4 separate regions of the Mus musculus genome follow, and regions 1, 2 and 4 are each linked to region 3. The links are chromatin contacts, called in public Hi-C and HiChIP or PLAC-seq maps. All regions are on one chromosome and are shown on one strand. The core of a region is the stretch at or near the end of the contact, and the rest is flanking DNA. Distances in the headings are between cores, read along the strand shown.

What was found. A called contact is a pair of places that touch in the nucleus more often than the background predicts. HiChIP or PLAC-seq counts read pairs in DNA pulled down with a chosen protein or histone mark.
Region 1: a contact with region 3 is called in an H3K27ac HiChIP or PLAC-seq map of thymic regulatory T cells, with 3 times the contacts expected there. The contact joins two enhancer-like sites. A contact is called at or near these places in 2 of 484 Hi-C or Micro-C datasets (CD4 T cells and cardiomyocytes), 1 of 115 datasets of contacts at active chromatin or transcription factors (thymic regulatory T cells) and 1 of 9 other capture datasets (liver).
Region 2: a contact with region 3 is called in an H3K27ac HiChIP or PLAC-seq map of double positive thymocytes, with 6 read pairs. The contact joins two enhancer-like sites. A contact is called at or near these places in 1 of 15 datasets of contacts at CTCF or cohesin (large pre-B cells), 5 of 484 Hi-C or Micro-C datasets (CD4 T cells, CD8 T cells and double positive thymocytes), 4 of 115 datasets of contacts at active chromatin or transcription factors (cardiomyocytes, double positive thymocytes, effector CD8 T cells and 1 more) and 2 of 9 other capture datasets (adipose tissue and liver).
Region 4: a contact with region 3 is called in a Hi-C map of CD8 T cells, with 2.7 times the contacts expected there. The contact joins two enhancer-like sites. A contact is called at or near these places in 2 of 15 datasets of contacts at CTCF or cohesin (the NIH/3T3 cell line and large pre-B cells), 22 of 484 Hi-C or Micro-C datasets (the C2C12 cell line, CD8 T cells, the HL-1 cell line and 15 more), 5 of 115 datasets of contacts at active chromatin or transcription factors (astrocytes, cardiomyocytes, fibro-adipogenic progenitors and 1 more) and 2 of 9 other capture datasets (adipose tissue and pancreatic islet).

The regions. Positions count from the first base shown.
Region 1 is chr17:72,964,639-72,968,453 of GRCm38.p6, forward strand. No RefSeq gene overlaps it. Among named protein-coding and RNA genes, the nearest start is that of Gm23649, 21 kb to the right of the region's middle. Within about 2 kb of position 1,798, at least 106 of the 459 cell types and tissues checked have an H3K27ac peak or open chromatin away from gene starts, as enhancers often do. A contact at or near this core is called in thymic regulatory T cells, where this site is marked.
Region 2 is chr17:72,946,510-72,950,190 of GRCm38.p6, forward strand. No RefSeq gene overlaps it. Among named protein-coding and RNA genes, the nearest start is that of Lbh, 30 kb to the left of the region's middle. Within about 2 kb of position 1,867, at least 87 of the 459 cell types and tissues checked have an H3K27ac peak or open chromatin away from gene starts, as enhancers often do. A contact at or near this core is called in CD8 T cells, double positive thymocytes, effector CD8 T cells and 1 more, where this site is marked.
Region 3 is chr17:73,162,452-73,165,960 of GRCm38.p6, forward strand. All of the region lies in intron 2 of Lclat1 (lysocardiolipin acyltransferase 1), which reads left to right. Among named protein-coding and RNA genes, the nearest start is that of Lclat1, 56 kb to the left of the region's middle. Within about 2 kb of position 1,435, at least 52 of the 459 cell types and tissues checked have an H3K27ac peak or open chromatin away from gene starts, as enhancers often do. A contact at or near this core is called in CD8 T cells, double positive thymocytes, effector CD8 T cells and 2 more, where this site is marked.
Region 4 is chr17:73,298,838-73,302,277 of GRCm38.p6, forward strand. No RefSeq gene overlaps it. Among named protein-coding and RNA genes, the nearest start is that of E330032C10Rik, 50 kb to the left of the region's middle. Within about 2 kb of position 1,539, at least 41 of the 459 cell types and tissues checked have an H3K27ac peak or open chromatin away from gene starts, as enhancers often do. A contact at or near this core is called in CD8 T cells, where this site is marked.

The sequences.
Region 1 (3,815 bases), core at 548-3,047, 200 kb before region 3:
TCCTATATGTTTTTGATCGAACTTTCTGGACCCCCTTTCCTGAAGTTGGGAAATTATTCCACTTTTGTTTCTCCCCTTTATCTTCCTACTCTTGTTTTGGGGACAATTTACTTGTGTACTAACTTGCTTCAAATCCACTTGCAGACAACTAAAACTCCATTGAGTTATTTCCTTCTGTCTGTAGTGTCTACGATAGAACTATTCTGACCTCGGGTGTTTCTTTCTTTCTATCTCTATTACCAGAAGCACTCCTTTAATCTTTAGAAGTTTGATTTGGCCCTTCCTTCTTTTTTTAATTCATGTGTATTTTCTTCTCCTGCTTGTTGCCATCTCTTTTCTTTATCTTATGGTTCATACTTGCATCTTTAAAAAATACTCTGTTACTTCTATTATCTTGTTCCTATCTGCATTTATTTCTAAATTAAATTTATCTTCCTAGTTCTTTGGCTCTGATCGCTTTTATTGAGTGACAGGTAATATGAATTTCACCACTGTTCAAGGCTCGACGAGTCTTCTGTAAATTGCCTTTAAATGTTGCTCTAGGATTCAATTAAGGTACTTGGGGTAATGTGATCTTTCAAGACTGGCTTTCAAGCCTTTAAGGTAGGACCAAAACCAACCATTAAGCAGGCTGACTTTTGTCATCACTGGTGCAGGGAGCAAGGTGCTATCAAGGACTTTTAAGCAAGAAAGTGACATGACTAAGATTTACACTTAAAACCATTCTTGTAGCATGAGAAGGAAAAAAGGAGAGGGCAGACAGACACAGAACAGGGTCTGCCATTCATCTATTCAGTCAAAGAGAGAAGCTTGCAGTTCAGTGGTAGCCAGTTTCCAGAGGGTGGAATAGTTGGGCCGGGTCAATGGTGCATGACATGGGCAGAGCAAGAGGAGAAAGGGGGTGTCAAAAGTGACCCTGGGTGTCCCAAATGGCCTTCTGTTTGATTCTGGGCAAATGTTGTCATCTCATAGAAAACCATAGTAGGGTTTCCAGGGGCCTGGAGTTCTCAACTCCCCTTTTTGGGTCACTCATGGACTGACTGGAGGAAGAGGTGGGGCCGGGACCACCACGCTGCTTGGCTATCTGTTGGGTTTTAAAAAGAGTCAGCGATGTTAAGAAAATATTACTGGTGACCATTGTTTTTAAAACAAACACTCATACTAGGCTCTACTAGATTAGACACACACACACATTCGATAAAGTCACCCATGCTAAATGTCTCTGTCTTTAAACTGAAACTAGCTGTTAGCAAACCTGAGAAATCAATCAAGAGCAAGAAAACTAACCAGATTTCCCAAACAGGCCCCTTTCAACTGGCATGACAATAAATTTCCTCTGCACGGGAAACACACACACACACACACACACACACACACACACACACAGAGAGAGAGAGAGAGAGAGAGAGAGAGAGAGAGAGAGAGAGAGAGAGAGAGAGACAGACAGACAGACAGACAGACACGCATGCAGGCAATCAGCTCTTTTTGAGTTACTGCCCTCTGCCTCCTTTACAGGGCATGTCCTGACTTGAGCAACACCTCCCATGCATTCTTTTCATTTTGGTTTTCCTTTCTCTAGCCTTCTGCTGCTATAAACCTCCCCCCTCTATTTAGACCACTGGCATTCTTATTCCGTTTTATGGCTTGAAATATGTGATTCTAGAGTTGAAACTAAAGCTGATTAAGATCTTTAAACTAAATTGTAATTTTGTCCTTCGGCTGTATCTAATTTTAAGGCCCTGGGTAGGGGGATTTCTCTTGCCTCTGACATCACAGACTCTTGCCTGTTCAGAGAGGAATTTCCTTTGCGAGTGCACCATCTGGGCCTCTGAGAGCCTGGCAAACGGCAGTCTCTAATGCACTGTGTTTTTATAGTGGGAAGCAAGCTTCAAGATGGCATCACAGCTCCATTTCCCTTTAGTCTAGGATCAAGTCCGGCTCTCCCTAATGATTAATTCAGTAAAGAATTTCATTCATAGAATGTAGAAATGACCTCTTCAATCCTCTCTGAGCTACCCAGAGAAAATTCCTTAAGGCCCAGACAGGGTCTGTTTAGTCTTGGTCTATAGCTGTCCTTTATCTCCGTTTTCAAAGGCGCTCCTCCACAAACCATGCCCGTATAATTTCCCCCTTTCTCCAATATAACAACATGTTTTCTGGCAGAAGACATGATTCTTGTGTTCGGTGGGAGCCGAGGTTAAAATGAACTTTGTCCACACCACTGTAGAGAAAGGGTTAAATGTTTAAAGTTGAAAGTTCAGCATCTGTGACTCACTTCCCCCTCTTATTTCCCTTAGCTATGAATTTAACAGAGATAATTAAACATCTCTAATTAGTTTGAACGAGTTTCCAAAAAAAAAAAAAAAAAAGGCCCTATCCTAGGGACCCAGGAAAGTTATCACCATGGGCGGTCCCCAGGGGCAGTCTCTTCCCTGGGATGTGTGGAGCTGAGAAGCAGCTCTGAAGCACAGGGGATGGCTTGAGGAAGTATCACGGTTCAAACACTTTGCAAACTGGTGGGGCCTTCTCTCATTTCCTCTATTTTTTCTCTGTGTGTGTCACACATATATGCACACCTAAATAAGATGGCCTAAATATATTAGCAAATTCATACTTGGGGCTGTTGTAGTTCTTCATTTAAAAAAAAAAAAGAAAAGAAGAGAAGAGAAAAATGAGAAAGTATTAACTGAAGGTAACAGACCTCCAGTTTAATCTGGCATCCTATTTTAAAATGAAAACAACAACAACAACAAAGAAATCAAAGCAAAGAGCTAAATGATCCACATAATTAGCATCATCCTGTCTGAAAGACGCAGGCCTCCAGTCTGCACATCAACATGTACCAGGCAGCCCTTAAGTGATCCTAAATACCAAAGCATGCCCAGGCTGCAGTTCCTGAGGACTGTAGCTGAAACTTCCAACATAACAAACCTCAAAACATTTGGTTTCCAGCAGGAACCGGATATGTTAGACATTTCGCCCAGGTCTGGGGTAAAGAGCGCTGCTTTAACAGAAGGGAGGGAAAGGAGGAAGGGGGGAGGGAGAGATGAGAGAGAGAGAGAGAGAGAGAGAGAGAGAGAGAGAGAGAGAGAGAAGGAGCTAAAGAGCAGAGCTGATGATGGACAACAGCATTCAGTTATGGGCTGAAAATAGAAAGAGTCTTTGGCAAGGTTTGGAGGAGACAATATGCTATTAAAGATAATTTTCAGAAAGAGATAAAAATCATGACTCGCATACAAAAATAAAAATACCCACATTAAGGAACGTATTTACTCTAGATAGCAGGAAGCCAGGCAGATGTTCAAATGAGAAACCAACACACACACACACACACACACACACACACACACACACACACACACATACACACACACACTTCTGTAGGGTAAAGAAATGTTGAGATGCATTTCAAATGGAAACAAAACTGGTTTTTCCCCAAAGGAGGAGGCAGCTAATTAGATCAGACAGGACACAATTTCCATATCTATTACTTATCATTTATAGACCATTGTGAAACAGCTCAAAGACAATGAACAGTGGGATCTGAGCCAATGAAAGCTGGGCCCTGAGGGTCCACAGTTTGCCCCCAAGACACCATTTTCCCCTACAATATGCATAAAAGTTATCAAGAGGATGTAAGCGTCTCTGGAAGGACTGCCCATTCCTAGAGAAGACAATGTCACAAGCTGGTTTAAGTCCCTAAGAGGTAGGGGAAGACACTATTGGAATTTCTGTGCCAAGGATTGAGATAGTAAGCAGTGGGCAGAGCCCAATAATTGTATTGTTGATTGAATTCAATTACTTCACAAGCATAG
Region 2 (3,681 bases), core at 617-3,116, 220 kb before region 3:
CAGATGCAGGCAGATCCTCTAACCAATAGAACTGTAAGAGGAAAGTAAGTTGACTTTATTTAAGGTACTGATGTTGTAACCCTGTCACAGTCACAGCTGTAAACTAACACATCCCCAGTCTTTTTCAGTGTGGAGCAAAAAGGTTATGGACCATGTCTGTGTGATCTCAGACAGTGATGAATGGACAGAGGCCCCAACTTTGCCAGGTTCAATCTCTCCTCTCCCCAGGCAGAGACATCTGTGCTGTGGAGGGGCCATCAGGACCTGGGATTGGATTGCTGTGGGGACCATAACACCTTTGCACTAGACACTTGAGAATCAGTGACTCACAACATTCATTTGGTAGAATCCCCTTCTCTCTCTCTCTCTCTCTCTCTCTCTCTCTCTCTCTCTCTCTCTCTGGTCCAAATGCCTGATCCACTTCTAACCAAGATGAGAGTCCATCTACCAAACCAAAGAAGCTGCTAATGGAGCCGCGCTTTCCTAGGCGTGCACCTGATGTATAGCAGGTGATCTCTAGCATTGAGGTCAGGAGAGAGGGAGACTCATGTCTCTCTCTCAGTACCTGGATGGCAGGCTTACATTGCACAGCCGTTGATTTGCAATGTTTCCTTGCCCTTTTCTGCCGGAGAAAAACCAACTAAAGAAACAGAACAAATTTATTCTTCTCTCTGTCTGGCTCCCATTTACAGAGCTCTGCCCCCCTCCATTTCTCCCATCTCTGACCACACTTCTGCAAAGTGTGGCTTTGCATATAGGAAATGATCTTGTTTCACATAACTAGCAACGGTGGCGATGATGAACAGCAGTAGAATGCAGGGTCTTCATCTTTCAAGTCCCATTGGGCAGCAAATTGATGATTTGCATTTTGCTATTCTTCTCTGTTAAGAGGACATTTTCGATGTATCTCATCAACAAGGAAGCTGATGCCAGAGAGCTTCACAATACACTGTGTTTGCAACCAAAAAAAGAGGAAAAAAAGAGCAGTACTAGAATCAATTATATACTAGTAAATGTGTTAACAGCCAGCTAGCTGAGAGAAAGAGCAAGTAAGAAATGCAGCCCCTCTAGTTTAATGTCCCCAGTTACCAAGGAGCAAATGCTTTCTCTGCGGCCAACTTCATAAAACTGGCATGGGACCAAATTTGACTCTGCTGAGCACATCTCTGGAATCCCAAATATTCACCTCCTAAGTCATAAGAACACAGACTTAGATTCCTTTTTTTTTTTTTTTTTTCTTTTTTTTAATTAAAGGAATGAGCCTATCTCAAAAGCAAGAGCTATCCCCAGGTCAGGAAAGAAAAACTACCGCAAAACAAATATCTGGTACAGTATTTTTTTCAAACTGAATAATGACTCAAAATAGTTGTAAAAATCAACTTGCTTATTTGTGGGGTTGCAACCAAGATTTTTTCAAGAAAGAAAAAAAAAAGGGGGGTCAGAGGACAACAGAAGAAGAAACAGCAACTATATATTTTTTTTGGGAATGTTGGTTTTCTCCATGGATGTGGGTGGCTATCTGTGCTGGATATATATATATTTGCTGTGTCTCACAGTCAAATGCTTAAGCACCAACCTGGTGAATCTAGCTCTCTAGAAAGTTGTATATAAGAGAGTCACAATTGGGAGGGGGGGAGGATAAGTACCCCGAGAACCCTCTCTGCACGGGAAATGGATCTGGGGCAGCCCAGGCAGGGTACGGGCACAGGGTGAGGGTGAAGGGCTCAGCAGACCTCTGTCCCCTGTTCTCCTCCAAGGCTAAGGGTGAGCTACAGGAAGCAAGTGCCACCAGAGCCTGGAGGACAGAGGCAGCGTGCATGAGAAGGAGAAAGCTCCACCGGAAATTCGCTGCAAGCTAGCTGCCTCGGGAGCCCACCACAACCTTTACCAGACAACCAGCACTGCAAGATAAAAATAACCTCACGGTCTCGGCCCTGCTGTGCAGGGGCAAGGAAGAACACACCATGTAGGGGGCTCTCATGTCAAGGGGCTGGGTTTGGGATCATGCAGTTGACACTATGTGGAGCCACAATTTCCTGTTCTACAATTAAAGGTCAGTTTTCCTACCCAAGGATATCAGGACCTGGAACCAGGAGTGGGATCCTCTAGGTATAGAGTCTCTGTTCACCTGTTTATTCCTTAGCCTAGGATGGCTTTGTTTGTTTGTTTGTTTTTGCTTTGTTTTGTTTTTTAATGACTCGTGCTATGGACTGGGCAAATGGTTCAGATGGTAAAGTGTTTGTCTCAAAAGTAGGACTTTAGTTTGGATTCTCAGTGCTTCCATAAAAAAAGCTAGGCATGACACTGTAATCCCAGGGCCAGGGAGGCAGAGACAGGAGGTTCCCTGAGGCTCCTGGCTAGCTAGGTAGTCTAGCTGTACTGGTGAGACTCCAGGTTCAGTGAGAGATCCTGATTAAAAAACTACAGTGGAGAGGCAACTGAAGACACACACACACACACACACACACACACACACACACACACACACACACACAAAGAATAATATTAAAAAGTCACTCATTTTAAGACCTTGTGGTTGGGGATGCATCCTTATTCTCTATGCGAAAGCCGGGTTAGCAGCTTTTACTCAAAGGATCACCCCTCCAGAGGGTGCTCTGGGGACAGCGAGAAGCCCTCTCCTTAGCTAATGCCTGCTCACACTTTAACCCCAAGGCTCATTACCTTAGTAGACAACTTACCTAGAAGACTCCACTCTCAGAAAACAAAGAGCTGGAGGTTTCATTTCTGCCTGGTCTCAGAGTATGGTGGCTCGTGAGTGAGCCAGTTTAAGCCTTGCTTTCAACTTCTCTTGCCTGTCTTAGAAACCACCACATCCCTCAGTGATGAACAGTGCTCAGGAGGACATTGTGAGTTTGCAAGGTGCATTTGCTTGCTTTTCATTAGTTTCTGTAGCGTTTCTTGAACAGGCATCCACACCACTCAGGAGTTTGAGAGAAAGAACAAATTGACATGTATGTTGTCATAAACAATTAAGTGAAGTTTAGCATTTCCTGCCATCAGGGGTGTAGGGGACAAGCCACAGCAATGTCAGCGGGACCCGCTTTTCACCAGCAGAAGTCACGAGTGCTTTCTTTTTTTTTTTTTTTCATGCCACACTTGTTGTGGGCATCATGAAATAACACTTGTCGTCATGGCAACCTCAAAACACACCTGCTGCTGGATTGTACCGTGCAGTGCTTTAAGAAAGAGGAGATGTAGGACTTTTCCATGTATCTATGTGTTTCTAAAATATCTTTCAATAGCTGCATCTTAGCAGAATTGATGTTCTTTGCAGCTTCCTGCATCTTAGGGTATTTAAAGCATTATTCTGAAAGGAGAATCAAAACTCCCTCAAGTTTCTGAAATGATTCACGACGCGCAAAAGAATCCCTCTGTCCCTCCCTCCGTCCCTCCCTCCCTTCTTGCCTAAAAACTGGTGGTACTGTGACCCTGAGCAGAGCCATAGCCGTGTACAAAGGCAAGGAGGATGTACCCCTATTCCATAAGGCCCAGGGAAAAACAAGAAAATCAACAACTGCACAGTAACCTGGAGGTAATCCATGGGTGGAAGTTACACAAGAGGCATGACTGAGAAGCCAGGGAGAGCTTGTGGAACTTGGGGTAGTGAGGAACTGGTAGCTGCCACCTTGTTTCTTTCTCTGAATGCCTGGTCCACTTCTA
Region 3 (3,509 bases), core at 185-2,684:
AAGCTTCTAACAGTGAACAGCTTCCTAACTTCTCAGAGGCGGGTTTGATTCAGTTCTTTCCAGTAATTACAGAGATTAGGAACTTACAAAAGACATGTGACTTCTCTGTGCAGATGAAGCGAACAGATTGGGTAAGATCAGAGTGCACTCAGTGTTCCGTAGTCATGGGGCAGGCGGCACTCTACAAGGTCATCATGGTGCTCTGAGAGCATCCCTCATCTTGAGCTGATGGCTGTTGGTTTCTAGTCCCAGCTCCTGCCTCCTCTGGTACTGGGAAGAGGCCGCTGCCAATCAGTGAGCAGTGCGTGCTTGTCTTTCCCTTGGGGATTGTTCCAGTCCTTTCTCCTTAGCAACAGTGAATTCTTCTTTCTGCTTAGGCTACTGGGCTTGTCAGACTGTTTTGGTAGGGAGGCCAGGTGTTTAGCGTCTGAAAAAGAAAACAGGAATGGAAACAGTCTTCCCTGATTGGTAAGGCCCCTTTCCATCCTGTTTCATCGCCATTCATCACTGAGGCAGCAGGCAGCGCGCCTGCCGTCAGGGTGAACGTGTCTTGTGGCTGCCGTGGGCCCTTCAGATTCAGGTTGACTCAGTTCCTGAAGTGGTGCTTGGGTAGGTTTACATGAACAGAAACAGCTGTGTGTGTGGTGGTGGTGGCTCACACCTGTAATCTCAGCACTTGAAGGGCAGGCGAATCTCTGAGTCTGCCGCTAACCTGGTCTACAGAGTGAGTTCCAGGACATGGGGTGGGCATGGGAGGGTTTCCTGACCATTGACTTTTAAATCATTTATAGTGTATTTTTCTTGTTGAAAAATGAATCCTGTAGTGAGGGCTCTTAAACTCGCAACCATCACTTCTAAAAGTTAGCCTTCCCCTCTTGCCGTTACTTGTGCTTTCAGTTTTCTATACAGATGTGTCTGCTTTATAAATGCAGTACTGCATGCAGCCTGGTCCTCCCAGCTTTCTCAGCACCTTCTCTCCCTCCTCCTCCTCCTCCTTCTCTTCTTTCTCTTTTATGGACACTTGCAGTTAAAGCGTTCTGTTCTTATTCTGTAATGAAATACACTTGACAAAAGGTTCTGACCTCTTCAACATCCTGGATCTCCATAGACACTTAGGCTTGCAGGTGTCTGCCCTGCCACACCTTGCCTGGCCTCAGCTGCTCTCTGAAGTAGATTCTAGGGCCTCTTCATTCTTGCATCTGTCGTGCCAGCAAAGCCAGTCCTACGTGGACAATGCTGTCACATTCTTCTACCAGCTTGAGATGTGACTAGGTCCCCTTTGGAGCACTGCTATCAGCTTCCACGTGCTTATACTGGAGAACACTTACCCAGACAGCTGCTTTCAAGGCAAGGGGAGCACTCTCAGCTACATTTCCTGATCAGGCTCTCTTTTCAAGTAAAATTTCCTTCTCACAAGTTGGAGCCCTTAATGGGTAAAGTCTTTCTCTTTGGGCTCATTTCCTGTTGTCACAGAGCACAGCCAGGTGTTTCTGTGGCTGTAAGGTTTAACTTTTGAGCTCTTTCCTCCTCAATAGACTGCATTTTCTTTTAAGTCTTACCCCCACTCCCAGGGTTTGTTTCTGTTGCTCTGGCTATCCTGGATCTAGCTCTATCTGGATCTATCCTGACTTTTTCTTCTTCTCTTTTTAACTGTAAACCTGGGTAAATCTAGTAAAAAGTAGCCATGCCACAGAATAAAATGCTCTCTTGTCTGAGAATTTCCTCTGCCAAACAGAAGTGATTAGCTTTAAATTCACTTCACCGGTGTTTTCAAGACACAGGCAGATTCTTTGATGTAATTACGAACAGGACAGATGAGAGTTCCATCTTGTGGGGGTGACAGTCCATTACCTAAAACATCCTCTTCAGCTGTGAGCTTGTCTTAGGGTTTTACTGCTGTGAACAGACAGCATGACCAAGACAAGTTTTATAAAAAAACAACATTTAATATGGGCTGGCTTACAGGTTCAGAGGTTCATTCCATCATCAAGGTGGGAGCATGGCAGCATCCAAGCAGGCATGGCATAGGCAGAGCTGAGAGTTCTACATCTTCATCCAAAGGCTGCTAGTGGAAGACTGAGGATCTTATGCCCACACCCACAGTGACACACCCACTCCAACCAGGTCACACCCATTCCAACAAGGCCACACCTCCAAATGATGCCACTCCCTGGTCCAAGAATATACAAACCATCACAGAGCTTATTCACCCTGTCTTTTCTGCTTTTCATTTGAATGAAAAACTTTCTTTTTTCTTTCTGTTAAATGAGGTAGAAGTTGACTGTTACTCTGTTTTATCAGAAAACCAGAGATCCACTTACCTATGCCTCTCAAGCCCTGGGGTTAAAAGCATGTGTCACCATGATCAGCCCATAAAGCTTTTAATTTTAAACAAACCAGCAGAAACATTGAGAAGTGCTTTAATGAATAATCTGTGTGTATTTCTGTGGTGGTAGGCTCGTGCATAGAAGAACATGCCCTGTATTTCCTCTATTGCTGTTCACTTATGCCTTGAGTTAGTGTTTCCCACACCAGAAGCCAGCGAGCCTCCCTCAGCAGCCCTCCTGTCTCCATGCACACTGGAGGAACTGCAGCTGTGAAGCAGGTCCAGCAACAGCACTGGCCAGCCCTGGTTAGGGAGCTCTACCTAGCCGCCCAACGCAAGAAACCAAGACTACAGCACATCCTTATGCCCAACTTCAGTTTAAATTCCAAACCATTTACATGTAAGTCCTAGTTTATTTTATAACTAGTGGAGAAAGGCTTGATCAAAGGGGATTAAAAAAAATCCAACCCCTCAAACACTATGAAACAATTCAACATTGACAGTGAATGAGCTATGAGCATGTGTGGTAGAATGAAACACAAACATGACATTGAAAGAGGAGCAGAAACAGGTCATAGATTTGAATATCCACAAGTAAGGCTTTCTAAAAGAGCTTTAGAAGGAAATACACTCAGTACAAAAAGAAACAACTACAAAGTTGTATCCACGGCTACTTATTCCCAAAAGAGGACACTTGGGAGGCTGTGGTAGGAGTTTGAGCCTAGATTCTGGACAATATAAAGGAGAAATGAAAGGGGAGCAAACCGGCTCACTGTGTAAGAGCTCTCATTTGTAACACACACTTTCCTTCTGAATATTCAATCTAAATTATAACCACGGGTACTAGAAATGTTAATTTAACAAACCTGGCAAGCATTTCAACATTCATTTGTGTCAGGAATTCGATGTAGATGGTATGCTGGAAGATTTTAGTAGACAGTCTTCGTGTATTCTTTGATAACAAAAGATTATCTTTTTAAAAGAAATTTTATTTATTTATTTTATTGGGTATTTATTTCATTTACATTTCCAACGCTATCCCAAAAGTCCCCCATACCCTCCCCCCACTCCCCTACCCCCCCACTCCCCCTTTTTGGCCCTGGCGTTCCCCTGTACTGGGGCATATAAAGTTTGCAAATCCAATGGGCCTCTCTTTCCAGTGATGGCCGACTAAGCCATCTTT
Region 4 (3,440 bases), core at 289-2,788, 140 kb after region 3:
ATTTTTAAAAACCATATGTAGGTTGTTGCAAGAGAAATAAGTCTTAGATGTCGCCTGGCTCATACTTGGGGCCCTGGAAATGTATTGACAGAATGAAGAAATCCTTTCCAGGGATTCTCAGTATACTGAGGCAACAGAGATGATGACAAAGCCCATACATATATTTAAACATGAAGTCAGAACTGATATTTAAGTCTCCAGACACCAGCCCTTTCTCTTGATGCTTTGCTGAGCAGTACCCAGAAGGAACTGTAACAGGGACGCAGGGATCCAGGGATGAAGGGAAGGCCTCTTTCAGGCAGTCACCGTCTCTGCTCCTTGGTTCTTATACCCATTCCCACCCCAGAGGCTTCCTGTGGGAGGTGATATGACGGAGCTGGCCATCTCCCCTTGCTGTGGAAGCATTTGTGCTCATGAGAGGACGATAACCCATCATTCCGCTACTGTGGGTCCCACAGTGTCACCAAGATCAGATGAGGCCTTTTGACAACATCATCTTATGTCGTTCTCATATTAACCTTAAGATGTCCACTAGATGTACACTTTAAAAGACTACCTTTTCCCTAGGAGGTTTTAGGGTCACAACAAAATTAAGCAGAGAGTGTAGACTTCCTTTTGTTTTTACCTGCTCCCAGCCTGCCTGAACTTCAATATCTCCTACCAGGATGGCCCTTTTGATGCAACAGATGCGCCAACATTGGCACCTCATTATCCCCCAAAGTCCACAGATTCTGTTGCAGGTTACCCTGGGCATTAAAGTCACGACACAAGAGATTGTATCTTTTAGCATCTACTTACAGAGGCGAACAGCTGGGGACCAGAAGTTAAGATGAAGGTCACACGGGAGGAGGTGGCTGGGATTCTAGCCTGGATCTTCAGGATTTTATACCCAGCCTTGTGGCTTCTTGAGGAGGGTCCACCATGACGGGTACGGGCCAGCTGCTGAGTGGAGCTTCCACCTGTGGGGTTTGCAGATAAACCTACATTGGCTTTCTTTTGTAGTAAGTGGTTTCCTGTTAACTCACACTCATGGGCTTTCTCACAGAGAGTGTGAGTTGCCTGCTGAATGGAGTGACCAGATAGGTTGGGGCTGGAGACATTCCTATAGTGACTGACTCAGATATCAGACATCAGAACATTAACATGCGTCGATTACCATGAAATCAGATATCTGCACCACAGGAAGGTGTATCCAGACCTTCTCCTAGGCTATTTCTCCCTCATCTCTAGGTACCCCAAAGACTCAGGGTATAAGGTAAACATCCGTTCTTGCTCCTTTAGGGCATTTCTGGCTTATTCTGGTCAAGCTCCGCCTCCCTGTATGTTGTCCAGCCATTCCAGTCCACAATGGCTCAGCCTGTGTAGACTGGACTGTGGGCAGCCAGCCTAGACTTTCCCCATAAGTGTTTGTGTAGACCAGTGGAAAGAGTGTAGCTCTGAAGCAACCATCTATGTTTTACCCTCTTAGCTCATGGCTTTGGGCACAGCCCTGTTTCCTGAGCTGATAATTGTGGTTTAAGGCCAGGAAGGGGGCTTAGGAACCAGAGACCATAACATAATTCCCATTGCACCACAGCTGTGTTCAGCAGCTGGCATCCCTCATCCCCAAGTGAGATGCTCAACTCTGAAGAACCTCCCATCTTTAAAGTATGCCAGATGGGGCTGCCAGACAGAGGCCGGGGGGGGGGGGGTCTCAAAGCCCAGTTCTCTCGTCCAGCAGCCTGACAAACAGCAACCAGTTTGCGTTTGTTAGAGGCATTACTACAACTCATGAAGCAGGACTTCAGCCACTATTAGATTTCCTCTGCCGACACCAGGCGTCACTTTTGGTTTTCCTGTGAGGTGCCTGACATCTTCCCCTCCTGCAATCACTAGGCAATGCTTCACTGCCACTTCTAAGCTAGGGACAATGATCTTCCCCCGGGGAACAGCAGTGACTTCAGAGGGTGTCCAGGCTTCCACCAGCACTCCAGGTCTATCACAAGACTGTCTGGAGCAGGCCCAGGATAGCCTTCACAAAGTCCCCCAGTGAGTCTGTTTTCAGTGCCGTTGCCCCCATAGGATAACTGCCTCATGGTCTGTCTTTCCAGAGAGAGATAGAGATAGAGATAGAGATAGAGATAGAGATAGAGATAGAGATAGAGATAGAGATAGAGATAGAGATAGAGATAGAGATAGGGATAGAGAGAGAGAGAGAGAGAGATAGAGAGAGAGAGCCTGAGCTGGAAGGACCGGAAGGGATGAAATAAAACTCACTCATCAGTTGTTCAAGAATTTTTAAAAAGTTACTGCCCCAAATACTTTATAGGCAGAGGTACTGCTGGCTGGGTGTGGAAATACACTCCAGATCCACACATATATCAGTTTAAATACCAGCTCAGCAATTACTAATTGCATGCTCATCTCAAGTTACTTCTCTTAGCTTTTAGTGTTATTTTCCCAGTGTTAGAATGGATGGTAATCTTTACTTCAAAGACTTATAATTCACTAGAGACATACAAAACACAGAGCCAAGCATTGCCTCTCAACTCAAAATCTTCAGTGCCCGCCGACTTTGAAATTCTTGGCTTGTGTCTCCTTTCCCCACTGGTGTAATGTTCATCATCACCACTAGATGGAGATAGCGAGGCATCTCAAGGCTTAGTGTCGTAGCCAACAGCACAAGGGAGTTCCAGGTCCCATCTCCAGTGAGTGTCTCCAGTACCCAGCAGGAAGCCTCCTGGGCCCCAACGTCAATCCTTTAAAGAAAATAACTGCCTTTTATTCTTGGTAATTGCATGTGCATGTGAGTTAGCTTTCCCTATTTAAGTTGTGGGTGTGACATAGCAGGTGTTTTGAAATGGCAGTACTCCAGCTCTCACCTTTAGAAGGTTGGTGCTAAACATGATTTCATAAGAGAAAGTGGCCACGCACCATCAGAGGCTATGGCGACTCTAGAATTTGTATCCTCAGTCTGAGCCAATTACCACTTCCTTCCGGGTGGGGGGCGGGGTGTCGGACGGGTTACTCCTGTACAGACCTCTGCTGCCGTCTAGGGAAAACCTTATCCCACGAGTGTCTACTGTTTTCCCTCTGCAGACAATGGCATTTGGGGGTGAACTGAAGTCTTTGCATGCAGTATCTGAGTCAGTGGCCTGATCTGTTACACAGCCATACGGGGATGGGGGCGGACAGAAATGACATAGGTGAAATCCAGGATTCCTTTATTGGGCTTTGGGCTACTCCTATCTGGTAAGAACTCCGTATTAGACTTGGGGAACAAGTGAAGGCTTCAAGGGCCATGTCAAACTAATTGAAGAAACTAATTAGGGCCAGACTGAGGCATAACTTTAAGGGACCCACTTCAGCCTCCAATGCTCACATTGTGAGTTACTGCTCTTGGTTAACCACAGCCCGGAGCAGACTTCTGGCAGGCTCTTTGCCTGCAGGGCCCGCTGTGG